Linked DNA regions of Sus scrofa: regions 1 and 3 are each linked to region 2. The links are chromatin contacts, called in public Hi-C and promoter capture Hi-C maps. All regions are on one chromosome and are shown on one strand. Each heading gives the region's core, a stretch centred on a gene start, on an enhancer-like site or on the middle of the called end of the contact. The rest is flanking DNA. Distances are from core to core; before and after follow the strand shown.

Region 1 (4,968 bases), core at 1,266-3,765, 130 kb before region 2:
GAGATAAAATAGCAACAAGTATGGAGCTGATTTTTAAACATGAATTTGTATAGTGATCAGGCCTTTATTCACTCAGGGCAATTTTTTTTTTTTAAATTTTGGAGCACTAAAGAATTTCATGTGTTAAGTATAATTTTTCATAACTTACACAATGTCTTCATATACATTATCTCATTTGATCCTAAACTGACTTTGTGAGGCAGTTATTCCCTACATTTTCAGACAAGGGAACCGAGGCTCATGGAGGGACTTGAAAATCCAGTCCTTGCTCTTTTCAAAACTGCTGATCATTACAATTCTTGTGCACTAAGTAATGCCTTTCAGTTCTGTGTAAGAACAATATACACTTGACTCCTGTAGCCCTGATCTGCTTTACAGGTGCTTTCAATCTGGAGGTGGAAAGACTTAAAATTAAAGGACTTTAGATCTGGGACAGACCCTTCTGGTAACACTTAACTCCTTGGCTTTACATGAGTGCATCTCAGCTCTAAGAGGCCAAACATTTGTCACAATGATCCAATCAGTTTGTGGTAAGACCAAGGTCAAAAGCAGATTTCCTAAATTCTTTTCTTGGCACCGCATGGCCTCTGTAGCTCCATACATATCCATTTCTATGATTTTTTTTAACATGTGCAATTCTGACCTTTCTCTTCACAGTTTCTCATGTGTTCCCTGGGTAAAGTTCTGCGCGCATACTGACACAGCTACAGGGCCTCGCATGACCTGGCATCAGGGACGACCCCCACTGCTCACCTCTGCTAACAATATAGAAATAGATCTGATTGTAAGGATGCTAGGCTTTCACATAACATCCTCATAGAGATGCCTTGCTCAGGCTATGGGTAGAGGACATACCTCTGAGAATAATATGGAACTGAGTTTCTTCTGGAAGGTGGGGACTTTCTGGACATCTATCACTAGGAAAGACGTGAGGGAAAGCACTCGGAGAGGAGGGACAAAATGGCCTTTGGAACATTGGAGGTCTTGAGCAGGAACCTCTTCTCTCCCAAACTAAAGATGAGTGAGCCAGATGATACAATTCCAGGTAATTTCTCATGTCAAGCTTTCGTCTGCTATCTGAAAATCCCCTCCAAACACTTAAAAAAATAAAAACACAAAAGCCTGAGTTGACATTTGGAAACGCCATTCAAATTATGCAGCAACCAACCACTGCCAGACCAGCACAGAGGGGTCGGTAGAATGACAGATTCCAAAAGGGAAAGGAAAATATTGGGCAACAGGAATCTGAGCCACTAAATCCCAGTCCCTTCTGTCCTAGCACTGACTCTCCTTCCACTGCCAACAGCAGAGGCCATGGGTTAGCAGATGCACTTCCTTGTGCAATCTGAAATTCCCTTAACAGATCCAGGAACTTTGCACATGGTTCCTTGTGACTTGACTTCATTTCTCATCCCCTACTTTTTGTCCTTTTGACAAACACTTACTCATCCTTCATATTTCTGGTTCAGACATCCTATTCTCTTGGTAACCTATCCTGACACTTAAAACTAACTCTGTCCTCCACCTCATTCCCAAATCAGTGCTCCTTTTGAACAGGGTCTGCCTTTAGTTCTAGTGCCTAGCAGTGCAGGAAAGAGTACGTACTCAGTGTTATTGGAATGAACAAATAAGTTACTTTGTTTTTTCCCTTTTAAGGCATTTTTCAACAGATAATTCATAAATACTGCAAAAATTTCAAACTGCACTCAAAACATCAGTGGAAAGTAGATCTTTCCTCCAATTCCATACCCCCCCACCTTCCCGTGGTGCCAGTAGTATCCTTTCCGATTAAGTACATATGGGTATTTTAAGTGCAGCTCTTATTTTTCTACAAAACAGTAAAAAAATTATTTATATTGCTATAAAAAATGTTGCTTATAAATGTACAATATATATTCTGTCACTTATACATATTAGACAACTGTATATTGATAATACTTATAACATAAATAATGCATAAAACATAAATATATAAGTCCTATGCCTTGTTCTTAAGTCAGGCTTTTTCTAAAAAAACTAAGACAGCGTAGTATTCCACCACAGGGGCATACCATGGTTCACCGCACATTCCCCGATTTACGGTTTCAAATTTACAAATACTTCCATTTTCACTGTCAAAGTCCTGTCCAGCAGCGCATAAATACTTTCGCCCTCCAACCCCGCCCCGAGCGGCCGGATCCTTTCCTAACATCTCTCACCAGCCCGGGGCAGGCCCTGCGCCTAACGCGACAGCCCGCTTCCCACCACGTGCCCTGCGTCCCCACCGCAGGGCGGAAGAACGCGGCACCGCGCGCGCCGCAGCGACGGAGCCGCACGTCCCCTCCCCTCCCCCAGCGTCTCCCAGCCGCCGCGGTCTCCCGTTCAAAAGTGCCGGAGAACGACAAACGCCCGGCCTCGCCCGGCTCGGGGCGGACGGGGCGGTCGGGCGCGGCAAGCGCGGCCCTGGGCGGGGCTCCGGGGGGGCGGGGCTCCGGCCGGCGGGGCGGGGTGCGGCCGGCGTGCGGTGCTCCTCCCCTTTCCCCCGGCGGCGCCGGCGGCTGCAGCACTTCCGGGTCGGCGCGGAGGCGGGGCGGAGGCGCCGCGAAGGCTGTTATTGTTCGACTGAGCTGGGCCGGGCGCTGTCTCCCTGGTCTCCGTGGGTATCGGTTTGTCGCGCTTCAGCTCGGCCCCTCTCGCCTGTCGGTTCGTCCCGCTTCCTCTCGGCACCTCGCTCCCCACGGCTGACGGCGACGGCGGCGGCTGCGGCGGGCGGGGCCTGGCGTTTCAAGGCCGAGCGGCGCCGGGGTGAGGGGCGCGGAGGAGGAGGAGCAGTAGCAGGAGGAGGAGCCGTGTGCCCTGGCACCAAGCGGCCGCGGCCATGGCGTACGCCTATCTCTTCAAGTACATCATCATCGGCGACACAGGTGAGGCCCCGGGCGCATCCGGGCGGGTGGCGGCGGCCTCCGGGCCGGGGCTCAGGGGCAAACGACGTCTGGCCGCGGCGCGGGCGCCGACGCGGCCGGGCGCCTCCCCGCCGGCCGCGCAGCTCCATTTCCGCAGTGCTGGAGCTGGTGACGTGGGCACTGCGAGCGGCCGCGGCCTGGCCGGGCCTGGCCCGCAGACCCCCAGCCCGGCCGGCCCTGCGCACCTGGGGACCGCAGCAGCCGTTTCGACGCGCGGCCTACGGAGTGTATGACAGGAGGGCCGACCTAGTCCGGGGCCGCCAGAGCCTGACTCAGATGATTACACTCCCTGGCCAAGGCCCCTCACCTTGGGCCTCTCCGCCGCCTTCGAGAAAGGGAAAGGGGGCAGAGGAGAGCAGAAGGTGATGATGGGAGGAGGGTCTTGGGTTTCCTGACCCGTCCCACCTTCCACCACGCATTTGCCCAGGCCTGGGCAATGCGCTCCCTGGTATGGGAAAGCCAGCTGAGAGAGAGACGGGAGCCTTAAAAAACAATTATATATATATGTATGTATGTGTGTATTCTTATTCCTATCAACGCGTAAATCAGGATAAGTCACATTCCATTACTTGACACCTGGGGGATCCCTTTCGAGGTCATTAAAGCGTGAAAGAGTTCTGTCGACTTTTGCCGTGTGTGAACTAGGATTATTTGATAGTAATGCAAGGTCGTTCATTGCCCTGGGTGTTTGCTAATGAGCGTGTGTCGGTGTATCTGCTGGGGACACAGATTTTTTTTCTGATACCTCAGATCCAGGCTCACAACTGCCAGTGTTCAGGTGACCTGATGTCCATTTAAAGCAGAAAGAATTCAGTTATTCTCACTTAAAATAACATCCCAATGCATTTCACGATAAAGTAATAAAAATCATTGAAAATATATTTTTAATATCTGTGATTTCTGGCATTGCTTTTCATCTAATAATAAAACTAAGACTTGTTCAGGTATTATAACTATTAATATACCAGGGTCTGATTTCAGTGATGACTCTTGCACAACTTTGGAACCTTTGCACAACTTTGGAAATGTAAGCAGCAGCCTGTGGTTGCACTAGTGATAGGGCAGATTGAATAAGTAACACAAGAATCATTCTTCCTAAAAGGAAAGCTTTTATGCTGTAAATATAGTTTTTCAGCAAGGTTTTTTGGTGTGTGTGTGTGTGTGTGTGTGGAAACAGGATGGTTTTCTGCGTAAAGTCCTGTGTTTTGCACATGTTCAGTAGCAAATTTATATACTTGTAAAAATGCTGAGCCTACTTGAAGAAGGACCAGGCGTTCTAAAGCCCACTGGCTAATTTTGATTTAGTCTGTAAAATTAAGATTGGAAGAGGGAATTCACCTTAACTACAATGTGAATGGGTTCAAGAAGTAGAGAGAAGAGCGATTATGGAAATTTAGCAATAGTGACAATTCAAATTAGGCTTCGCAGGTTGCCTTCTTTCAACTTTCTTACTGAGCATCAACTGTACGTAAAGTATTCGGCTGGAAGTAGTGGGACTACAAATATGAACAGGTTGGTGCTCTGTTCTTTTGGAATTTGCCCAGTGCAAAAACAATCCCCTGGTAGTTCAAAGGGAAGACATTCCTTTCCTGCCATTTCTGCTGTTACCACCTAGTGTGGGCACTGAGCCTTTGACATTAGCCTGTCTGCAGTGTTACCTTCTCCCAACTCGAGTTCAGCTGACAGAGTTGACTGTCAGAGTAATCTTCCCAAAACATGGCTGTTAGGAGGCTATTCTTCTCTTCACATTCTTTAGTTCAGCCTTCAGGGAACTCTGCATTTCAGCACCCGCCTTTAACTTTTCTAGCCTTCTTTCCCAGTCTCCACTATTCCCCATCTTCCTCCTGCCAGCAAGGCCCAGGGCTTCTTCCCTGGCCTCCTGTTGCTCCCTCTGCTCAGAATGCCTTGTCTGTCGAAATTCTCTCTGTCCTTCAGTATTCTAATTCGCGTCTTCCATAATGCTTTCAGTCAACATTTATTAAGTTCTTTTGATATGTCAGGCTTTCCTGGGATCCGGGCTAGAAGA
Region 2 (4,833 bases), core at 489-2,988:
AATATGGTCCAGCACTAGTGATTTCTTTGTAGACATGTCTTTAACCATGATCCCCTGCCCCCAACACCCCCCAAAACATCCCCCATATGCTTTCATTGAGAGATGTAAACTTAAGGGAGATATCAGCCTAACCTCGGAATTCTGATTCTTGGTTTATGAAATGGACTATAAAGAAAGGCAGAAGTTTTTAGTGTTTCCTAATTTTTTTAATTTAAGAATTTTCTGTAGCACCAACCTTCTTTCTGCTGTTTATGTGTAAATCCCTTGAATAAAACATTTACCTCTTTCAAAAGACCATTCAAATATATGATGAAAACAAGCCCAAACCAGAGCATTTCAATAAATGACAGTATAATATAACAAATCTTTAGAAAATCATTACTATAAATGTTTTAGTGATTAAGTCTAGGATAATCACACTTGTAGGGTAATCATTTTGATTAATCTTTGGTTCAAGCAGAAATACTTGACAGTCAGCACTACAGATGCTAAACGAGAAGAAATTATATTTTGCACAGTTTTACAATTTTCTGAGTTTATTTTGGAGTCCAATAATAGCATGTCGCTTTACTCTGTATCTATTACACAGGACCGAGTTTGGCTAATATGTTTCTTCCTTGATTTAAAAACAAACGTAATCGTTTACCTAACAATATCATCTTCGGGTGTACAACAGTTGACAGTTTAAAAGAATTATAATTGCTTGGTATTTTCCACATAAAAGGTGCTTGATAAATGTTTGCAGATCTATCTCCTAAAGGGAAAATTGGTAAAAGAAAAATTTCTCCAGGTTTAACATTCATTTTGTATCGGGAAGAGAAACAAGAATAAAGAGGCTTGAATATTTCAGCCTAGGAGATCACACAAAAGTGCCATTTTGGCCAAAGAATGACGAAAACACTCCAGTCCTGACACGTTTAATAATGGGCACACAACCTATTTCTTTGTTTCATAACCATTGCGCTCTCTCTCCCTTTTTTGGCATGGTAACAAATACAACAAAATCCACGCCATCTAGTTAAACTTTTTGATTTAGTAGCGGATCCGGCTGTCCTGTCAACGAGGAGGTAGGGTTGGGTTAGCAGGCAAAGTGGAGACGCAGGAGAAATCTACTGGAAATGGAGCGTGCCCATTCTAAATCATTTCATGTGGGAAAATCATTTCAAGTTGAAGGATAATTGCAGAAGAGGCGTCCCAACCCCGCGAGCCGCTGCCGTCCGCGTAGCGTCGGAAGCCCCTCGCCGCGGCTGGGAGGATCGCCGCCGGCCCAGCCGCCGCTTCCTGCCCGCGGGCGGCGCACCCGGCCTCCGGGAAGGTGCCGCGCGGGGAAACGTGGCACCCTCTCCAGCCCGCGCCCCCGGCGCTGCCGCGCGGCGGCGGAGCGCTCGGGAGAGCAGGGCCAGGAAGGCGGCGCGGCGGCCGCGCACCGGCCCGCGAGGAGAACCGCCCGCAGCGCCGGCGCCCGCCCGGGGACGGGAAGTGGCGCCCGGCCCGCCCTCCGCAGCCCGCGGCCCCGAAGCCCCGCGCCGCCCCCTTTCCCTCGGCTTCTCCCTCGGCCTCCGCCACCCCGGCCGAATTCTTGCATAAATTATGCCAGGCGCGCCTGACGTCAGGTGGCGGCGCGCGGGCGCGGGCGCGGGCGCGACGCGGAGGGAGCCGGCGGCGGGCGGGCGCGGCCCCGCGACATCGGGCGCGCGCGGCGTGCCGGGCGCGCGCAGGCGCTGGCGTGCTGGGGCCGCGGCGGCGGCGGCGGCGGCGGCAGCGGTGGCGGCGGCGGCGGCGGCGGCGGCGGCGGCGCGGGGGTTGAGCCGTGGTAGTGCGGACGCGCTCGTGCTCGGGAACTATCGGATTAAACTTGAATCGAGTGAAATTACACAAAGGAGCGCCGCTGAGAAGGCGGCCTGGGGACCCGGAGACCCTGAAACTCGCCAGAGCCCCATTCGCCCCCGGCCAACTCCGTGCCCGTGGATTCAGCCCCCTGGCCGCGGCCGCCGAGCCAACTCCGGAGCCCGCTCTGCGTTTTGTTTTCTCCTCGGCACAGGGCAGCGGAGGAGCCCGACCGACCGGGTAAGCGCGAGAGTTCGCCGGGCGCCTCCGGGAGGGGCGGCGGCGGCAGGAAATCGCTCCGGGCCGGGGCCGGGGCCGCGCGAGGAGTTGGGAGCGAGGAGTTGGGCGTGTGCGGGGCGAGGGGCGAGGGCGGGCGGGGGCCGGGGCCGGCGCAGGAGCGCAGCGCCGCCCGAGCTGTGTCGCCGGCGTCGCCGCCCGCGGGGCCCGAACCCGCGCCCGGAGCGCCGTCCGGCGCCCCAACTTTTGCCTGCGTCCGCAGGGCCGGCGGTGGCGGGTGCGCGCGGTCCGGCCGAGGGTCACTTCCTCGCATGTAAATGGCTTTTTGTTGTGCTGCCGGCGTGGGGGGGGACGGGGACAGGAGGGAGCGTGTCTGCGCGCGGGGGAGCGCGAGCGCGTTTCCTCCCGCCGGCGCCGAGCACGAGTTGCCGGCTCCATTCGAAAGAAAAAGGAAGGAGGAAAAGTTGGGCTGCAACTCAAGTGCGAGTGGGCGATGGGCGCGCGGGCGCGGGGCGGCTGAGCCGCGGCGGCGGCGGCGGCGGCGGCTCGGGGACGGCGGCGACCCCCGCCTCCCGCCCCCGCCCCCCGCTCCGGACCGACCACGCCGCGCTCGCCGGGAGCGGCGGCCGCACCGGCGCGAACAAAGTGCGTCCCTCCTGGCGCGGCGGCGCCGGCCCGCGCGGGGACGGCCACCGGGCGAGGTGGGTCTGCGGCGAGGAAAGTGCGCGGGGCGCCGCGTGGGGCGAGGGCGGCGCGAACACGCGGCGCTGGGGGCGTCCCGAGCCCGGCCTGTGCCGGCCGCGGGCGTGGAGTTGCGAGCCCGGAGCTGGGGTTCCCGGGGCGCCCCGGCGGCTCCCAAGTGCGCGAGGAGGAGAAGAAAGGGAGCGGGGCCGGGGCGAGCGCGGGGAGGCGCGGCGAGGAGGGGACCCCACCTTGCCGAGCTGGCCGGGCCAGCGGCGGCGGCGCCTGCATAATAGCGACTTTAAGCCCCCGGAGGCAACTCGGCTCACCCATCCCCGAACCCTTCGGGGGTCAGCGCCCGGGGGGGGGGTCACCAGGTGGCCCCCGAGGTGGCCCGGGTGCGCTCTGCCCTCTCGGAGATCCGCGGTTCGGAGCGTGATCGGCCCGAGGTGGCTGGAGGCCAAGCGGTCAGCGGGGAGAGGAAGGAGGGCGGCGGGGACGCGTTGTTTGTTTGGTTCGCACCGGGAACTGGGCTCGCCGGGGGTGCGGGGGGCGCGGGCACCGGGTGGGCTGCGGTGCGGGGCAGCCGCGTCGGCGCGGGGTGAGCGCGGCACGGGGGAGGGGGGAGGGCGGCGGATCCCGGGAGGGGGGGTGGTTCGGGAGGCTCCGGGGAAGGAGCCGCCGGCCCCGAGCAGCCATCATTACCGAGCCGCCTTTCTCCGGATGGCTCAGCCTCGAGGAGCCCCGCGCCGTGGGAGCGCACCCCAAACTCCCGGCCGGCCGCCCGCTTTGTGAGCGCCCCCGTAGAGCGGACGGGCGGGGAGTGCTCCTGCTACGGGGCGGACGGTTTTCCCGGAGGTCACTTTTAGAGACTGTTCACGCCTCGATTTTAAAGTAGTTTTTTTCCCCCTCTTCTGAACAGACAATGGACAAAAGAAAAGTAGCAACCCACATGGAGAGTTTCCTTTTGAATTGCTAGAATTAGATACACTATCCAGCTCTCCACTTGCTAAGTATACTTTTTAGTTTCCCATTGTATATTACCTAGCCATCGATTTAAAGAACTTATCTTGAAATATGCCCTTCCTCTGGGCTCGATTTCTGAGCTATATTAAATAATTTCTTTCTAGACGATTATGTCAAGGCCTTGATTTTTATTTTCTGAAAATACTAATTTAAGCCGTCTTTGCAGTGGGCAGTACCTTTCAAAGAGGTTGTGTTTCCCCCCAATTCTGGCCAAATAAGGGGAGGGGGGACTACTCACTAAACATAATAATCAAATTGGAAAAAAAAACCCTCCTTATTTCCTCACAGATCTAACGTTAGCAAAAAATAAAATAAAATAAAATAAAAAATATAAAAACAAAAATCTTAGTGACTATGACCTTAGCAGAATGGGAACCTGATTTATCCCAGTTATAATTCCATTTAGACTGTTGCGATGTATATGAACTAGGTAATTCTTATTTCAGAAATAACTTTAGTGATTCTACGAAGTTGAATACGGCTCCCAGCCCCCAGAGTACATCTGTCGCAGAGTGTTTTTGTCTTGCTGTTGCACAACAGAAGCCCTCCAGTCTTTACCCTAAAATGGCAGCTTTCATTTGACTGGGGCCCATTCATTGACAATGATAATAAAGAGGCTGAAAGCTAGATGCTTGGGGCACAGAGCAGGACTGGGTTTGCCTTTCTAGGTGATAGTAAGTAGGAGACATTTTACGGCTTTCAGATTTGCTCCTGAAAAGTTTGTTTTTCCTGAAAAATCTATACTGGAGAAAAAAGTTACAAAGTAAACAGAATTTGGGAGTTGAGAGGGACTTGCAGCAAATTTTAGAAGCTAAATTTTCTTGTTTTGGCAAACAGTGAAATTGTGACATTCCCCCCTTTTTGGTAACCAGATAAAGGGACATAATGGGTTTTCGTGAGGGCTTGTAACAGGTGAATTTCATCACTATGGCACTCAAGAATTATTTTCTAGCATTATGGATTTTATTATTTATAGTCTTGTTATTTTCTATTTTTTTCTCCCTCTGTGCAAGCCAGTAATTGAAGCTTGATGAATTCTATTCTAGGTTTTTCAAGGTTCAA
Region 3 (5,044 bases), core at 1,424-3,923, 65 kb after region 2:
GGGTCTTCCTTTAAGCTTCGTGAAAAGCCTTTTCATTACGACATCCTTCGTTAGTTTTTATCTTGTAAGCTGCTCCAGAATCTCTGTTTTTCCCCTGTGACTCCCTGATTTACTCTCTCACTCATTGGCTTCCTCAAAAAAAATCTTGAATCCTCCTGTCCCAGGAGCTGCGCTGGAGCTGAGGGTGCATAGAAAACTAAGGCTGGTTCCTGCCTGCGAGGAGCTCTGTTCTCATTGCCAGCAGGGTGACCAACCCTGGACTTAAATGTTTTTTTTCCTTCTCTTTTTTCTTCTCTCTCTCTCTTCACTCTGGTTTAAAAATATACTGAAAGTTGGTTTCCAGCAAAGTTTTATGTGTTCGTGGTTGTCCTGCCCACTTTTTTTAGAAAATTGTATTTTTTTTTCCCTTGGGAAGCTACAAAATCAGTTCTTCTGTCATATACTCATTTCACCAACTGTTGAATGTTAGCGTGAACTTAAATTGCAGACTGTGGAAAATCAAAGTAAATGATCCTCCACAGGAAGTGTTTGGTCTCTAGGAGATCTGGGCACCCAGAACTGAAAGCAGGAGTCTTCCTTCCAAGCTGGGATTTCATTGTACAGAATTTATAAGCAAAGAGATTGAGGTTTTAGGCTCTAGTATTTACAAAGAGACCTTTCCATTATAAATGTTGGTGTTTGTGCCCTAGGTCTGGGAGAACGAAATTAATGTCTGCATGTACAGAGTATTCTGAGTGCTGTTCAAAAACATGCATTGCTGTTCCACTGTGATGGCAGCCGGAGCGTGGATGGCACAGTGTGCCTAGAGCAGCTGTAGGCACAGTGGTTGTTCCTAATGAACTTATAATCCGTTTGGGGAAACATGACCCATGCATGACAGTCTAGAGTGGAGTGAAAGACCATGCATGATGCTGTGACAGAAGTCAGAGCAGCGGCACCACGGACGAGGCGCCCAGGAGTTTGGCTGGGACTTAACCAGGGCCTTGAATCCAGGAGGGCATTTCAGGTTGGGGGATGGTTGTCAGAGGGGACATGGGGACATAGGAAATTGAGTTCACAGCAGGGCAGGGCAGGGCCAGGCACTAGAGGTGTGGTATTCTGTAAAGAATCTGGACTGCACCCAGGAGCCAGTGATACCCACTCGACAGTGTACGCAGGATGGTACTCCGGATGGCTGGGAAACCAGCAGGTGAGCTGTGAGTCTCTGGTCTAAGCCTGTGAGGACAGTTCGTACCAGGAGCCAGGGATCAGGGAACAGAATGGATTGAAGCTATGTGGAAATAAAAGGGTTGGCACAGGAAACAGAGCCTTTCAGGGTGTCCTGCTTGGAGAGGCATTTAGATCAGAGACTCAGAAGCCTCAGCCTTGGTGGGGCTGAGGGGTTGGAAAGGTCTCCTCAGAACCTGAGAACACAGGACATGAGGGGGTTTTGGGGAAGCTGTCCTTAGAGGTCCTGCACACTTGGGGACCCTCGGGAGGAGCTCCAGAGTCAGTGGTGGTTGTGAGGTACACGAGCTTCAGCCACCTGACTGGCACTGCCCAGGAGAGATCTGCTCCTGTCCCTAGAGCCCAGCTAACCTGCAATGATGGGAATGGGCTTCTAAGACCATGGACAGCGTGAAAAGGGAGATGAGAAAGGCTGTCTATTAGATGCTGGGGCCTCTGGCCAACTTGGTTGGCCTCTAGGGCAGAGATGAACATGGCTTAGTTTCTAGGGATTATTCTTTTCTTGTTCCTTGAAATTTTCTTATTAAACATGAGCTCTTTCAGAGCAGTGGTCCTCAGACCTCTCCTGATCCCAACATCTCTCCTCCCTGGGGATGAGCCCAGTTTGCAGGAGACCCCTTGACCATAACCTGATCCCTGGAGGGGAATTGTTCTCTTCCAGCATTCCCTGGTTTTCGGAGTATAGATTTCTCCATAGGCATCTGAGAGGATGCGTTTGAGTATGTGGAGCCCGAGTCCCTGAGCGCTGGGGGCCTCTGTGAACGTGCTGGGCCCTGGTAGATGCTGGGGGACACCAGGCATATCTCCGTGTCCCTCCAGCTCCACCTTCTTGAGTCGCCATCACAGACGAACTTGGAATTGTTTAAGGGGTGTAAACAAGTACACTTGCTTTTTAGGGCCGCACTTGCCACATATGGAGGTTCCCAGGCTGGGGGTCAAATCGGAGCTGCCGCTGCCGGCCTACGCCAGAGCCACAGCAGCGCAGGTTCCCAGTCACATCTGCGACATACACCACATCTCACGGCAATGCCAGATCCTTAACCCACTGAGTGGGGCCAGGGATCAAACCTGCAACCTCAGGGTTGCTAGTTGCATTCGTTTCTGCTGCGCCATAACAGGAACTTCGTATCTTGACTTTTTGATCTTGGGTCTTTTACTTCTTGAAGATAGAAGTTATGCTTTTCAAATGTTTCATGAGTAATGAACAGATATCTTCTAAATTGTGTCACATGTTTAGGTATCTTTGAAGATAAGTTTATATTGAAGAGTCAGCAAAAGAAAACATGAGAACCAAGGCCAGAGTTCATCAGGCTGTGTGTGCACTGTGTGCACGCAGTCTTTAATGAAAGCTCCAGACCAGCCTGATGATGTGACCAAATTTACAGGGGAAGAAGAAAGAAAACAAACAAACAAAAACCAACCCTAGCTTCTACTTCTTTTCAGAAGCTCATGAGGATAGTGGTTCCCTTTTCATCTCAGACTTACTTATCTGTCCATCTCTCTATGATTATGCTACTCATTTACATTTCTAATTCTTGTCTTCCAGTTTGATTGAGCTCTAGTGGACCTGCGGCACTGTGTAAAGTGTAATGATTCGATCTGCATACCTCATGCAGTGATTGTCACGGTCAGTTTAGTGAACACCCACCATCTAAGTACAAAACTAAAGAAGCAGTTTAGTTTTTTCCCCTTGTGATGAGACCTCTTAAGGTTTACTCTCTTAACAACGTTCCTGTGTAACACAAAGCAGTGTCCATATATTTACCCTGGTGTACATTCCATGCCTGCTGCTTATTTATCTTATAACTGGAAGGTTGTACCTTCTGACCGCCTTCATCTGCTTCCCTCCCCCGCCTCTGGTAACCACAGAGCTGATCTCTTTTCCTATGAATTTTTTTGCTTTGCGTTTGAAGTACGATGGCCTTACAGCACTGTGTGAGTTCCTGTTACACAACAGAGCGCTTTGCTATTTCTGTGCAGTTCAAACTGATTATCACAATCACCCTACAGAGACATTACATAATTGTTGACTGTATCCTCCACACTTCCACACCTGTGACATGTATTTTGCAACTGAAGTTTGTACGTCCTAATGTCCCTCACCACTTTCTCTTCTCCCCCACCCCCCGCCCCAACCCCCTCCTTTCTGGCAAATAGCCTGTTTGTTCTCTGTATCTGTGACTCTGTTCCTGTTATGTTTGTTCATTTGTTTTTGTAGATTCCACTATAAGTGAAATCATACAGTATTTGTCTTTCTCTGGATCTCAGACCCTTTTATGCTCTTAAAAATTATTGGGGGAATTCCTGTTGTGGCTCAGTGGGTCAAGAACCCGACAGAGTATCCATGAGAATGCAGGTTCTATCTGTAGTTTAAGGATCTGGCATTGCCACAAGCTGCAGTGTAGGTTGCAGATGTGGCTCAGATCCCCCATCGCTGTGGTTGTGGTGTAGGCCGAAGCTGCAGCTCTGATTAGACCCCAGGCCAGGAACTTCTGTATGCCACAGGTTCATCTAAAAAAAAGATTAAAAAAAAAAAGAAGAAGGGAGGAAAAAAAAAAAAAAACATGAATGGGGACTCCAAAGAGCCTTTGTTTATATGGGTTCTCTGTGTTGGTATTTATTGTCCTAGGAATTTAAACTGAGGACAGTTTAAATAAATAAGAAATAAAATAAATTATAAATTTAAATAAAATAGTAAACCACTATGTGTTAGTTAATATAAATCACATTTTTAACTGGAAAGCTGCTGTTTTCCAAAACACGAGGAAATTAATGGCATTGTTTTACATTTTCTAAAATGTTGGGTTCTGACATATGCTTCTGCCTGCAGTCGGCGTGCAGGTCACAAGCCTCTGGCCAAGTCCACTTGGATTTGGAAAGAATGAGAGTAAAAGGCAGACAGCTTCTCAGTGTCCTTACAAACAGAGTCTGACCTCCCAGGGCCCCAGCCCCACTTTGAGACCCACCCAGAGTCTGTGGTTTCTGAGTAGAGGAACTACCTACTGACTCCCTGGGCAGGTCCTTAACCCCAGGGCCCCATTGCCTTCTGTCTCGGAGGAGAGCCTCCTGGTTGGAGGCACAGACAGGTTAGCAGTGGTCATGTTACCGACACGCTGTCAGACATGCGGTGGGCACACAAACAGGAGTTCTCATCCTTGGGCAGATAGTTTAGAGTTGCTTGTCGCAGAGTTTAGGGAATAAGCTCAAGCCCAGCGTTAAGTATTGTCAGAGTTGTTTGACTTCCTTTCCTCGGTTTCTGGGAGGAGTTGTCAGGTATATAGGCTCCTCATGCTGCGCCCTGGTTGGTGGAGAGGAAGGTCTTATTGGGGCCGAGGGGGTGCGGCTACATCCACCCCAAGGGCACCCCTTGGACCTGAGCGTGTGAGCTTGGGGACAGCAAGTGAGTCTCTGCTGGGATGGGAAGCATCCCTTGAGTTGAGAGGAGGATGGGGAGGGGGAGGGAAGAGTTTAAGGCCAGGAAACAAAGAGAGGGAGCCCTCTGCCCTGCACGCCCCGCAGTGTTCCTGGAATGTGGGGCCGGGCCCTGGGGGAGAGAGCTGCACAGCCCCTTGCAAGACCCTCAGCCTGTGTCCGGAACACCAGGAGGAGGTGGCGGGGACTGTTCTCTCGGTGGGAAGAGAGAAGAGAACCAAGCAAGTGGATGTTGCTGAGAACAACCCAGAAAGGGGTTCGTTTTCCTTTGCAGAGCTCGTCTAAGAAAGACTGGTTATTTGTGGGTTGTCCGGCAGTTTACAGGCAAATCCCAGAGTTTCTGAATGATTCACCCTGCTCAGGTGTACACAGGAGATTCATGGCT

Evidence for each region. Promoter capture Hi-C pulls out the DNA fragments that hold promoters and counts their contacts. A called contact is a pair of places that touch in the nucleus more often than the background predicts.
Region 1: a contact with region 2 is called in a Hi-C map of liver, with 5 times the contacts expected there. The contact joins the promoter of RAB2A here to the promoter of CHD7 in region 2. A contact is called at or near these places in 4 of 47 Hi-C or Micro-C datasets (heart right ventricle, liver and skeletal muscle) and 1 of 2 datasets of contacts at active chromatin or transcription factors (alveolar macrophages).
Region 3: a contact with region 2 is called in a promoter capture Hi-C map of liver, with 2.7 times the contacts expected there. The contact joins the enhancer-like site here to the promoter of CHD7 in region 2. A contact is called at or near these places in 1 of 5 promoter capture datasets (liver) and 7 of 47 Hi-C or Micro-C datasets (fetal heart ventricle, fetal liver, heart right ventricle and 2 more).

Annotation. Positions count from the first base shown.
Region 1 is chr4:72,879,730-72,884,697 of Sscrofa11.1, reverse strand. RAB2A (ras-related protein Rab-2A) reads left to right here and starts at 2,515. Exons shown (of 8, transcript XM_001926704.6): 1 at 2,515-2,903. The coding sequence starts at 2,858.
Region 2 is chr4:72,751,348-72,756,180 of Sscrofa11.1, reverse strand. It overlaps CHD7 (chromodomain-helicase-DNA-binding protein 7), which reads left to right and starts at 1,738. Exons shown (of 37, transcript XM_021089334.1): 1 at 1,738-2,067.
Region 3 is chr4:72,687,395-72,692,438 of Sscrofa11.1, reverse strand. All of the region lies in intron 2 of CHD7 (chromodomain-helicase-DNA-binding protein 7), which reads left to right. Among named protein-coding and RNA genes, the nearest start is that of CHD7, 65 kb to the left of the region's middle. Within about 2 kb of position 2,673, at least 12 of the 83 cell types and tissues checked have an H3K27ac peak or open chromatin away from gene starts, as enhancers often do. A contact at or near this core is called in fetal liver and liver, where this site is marked.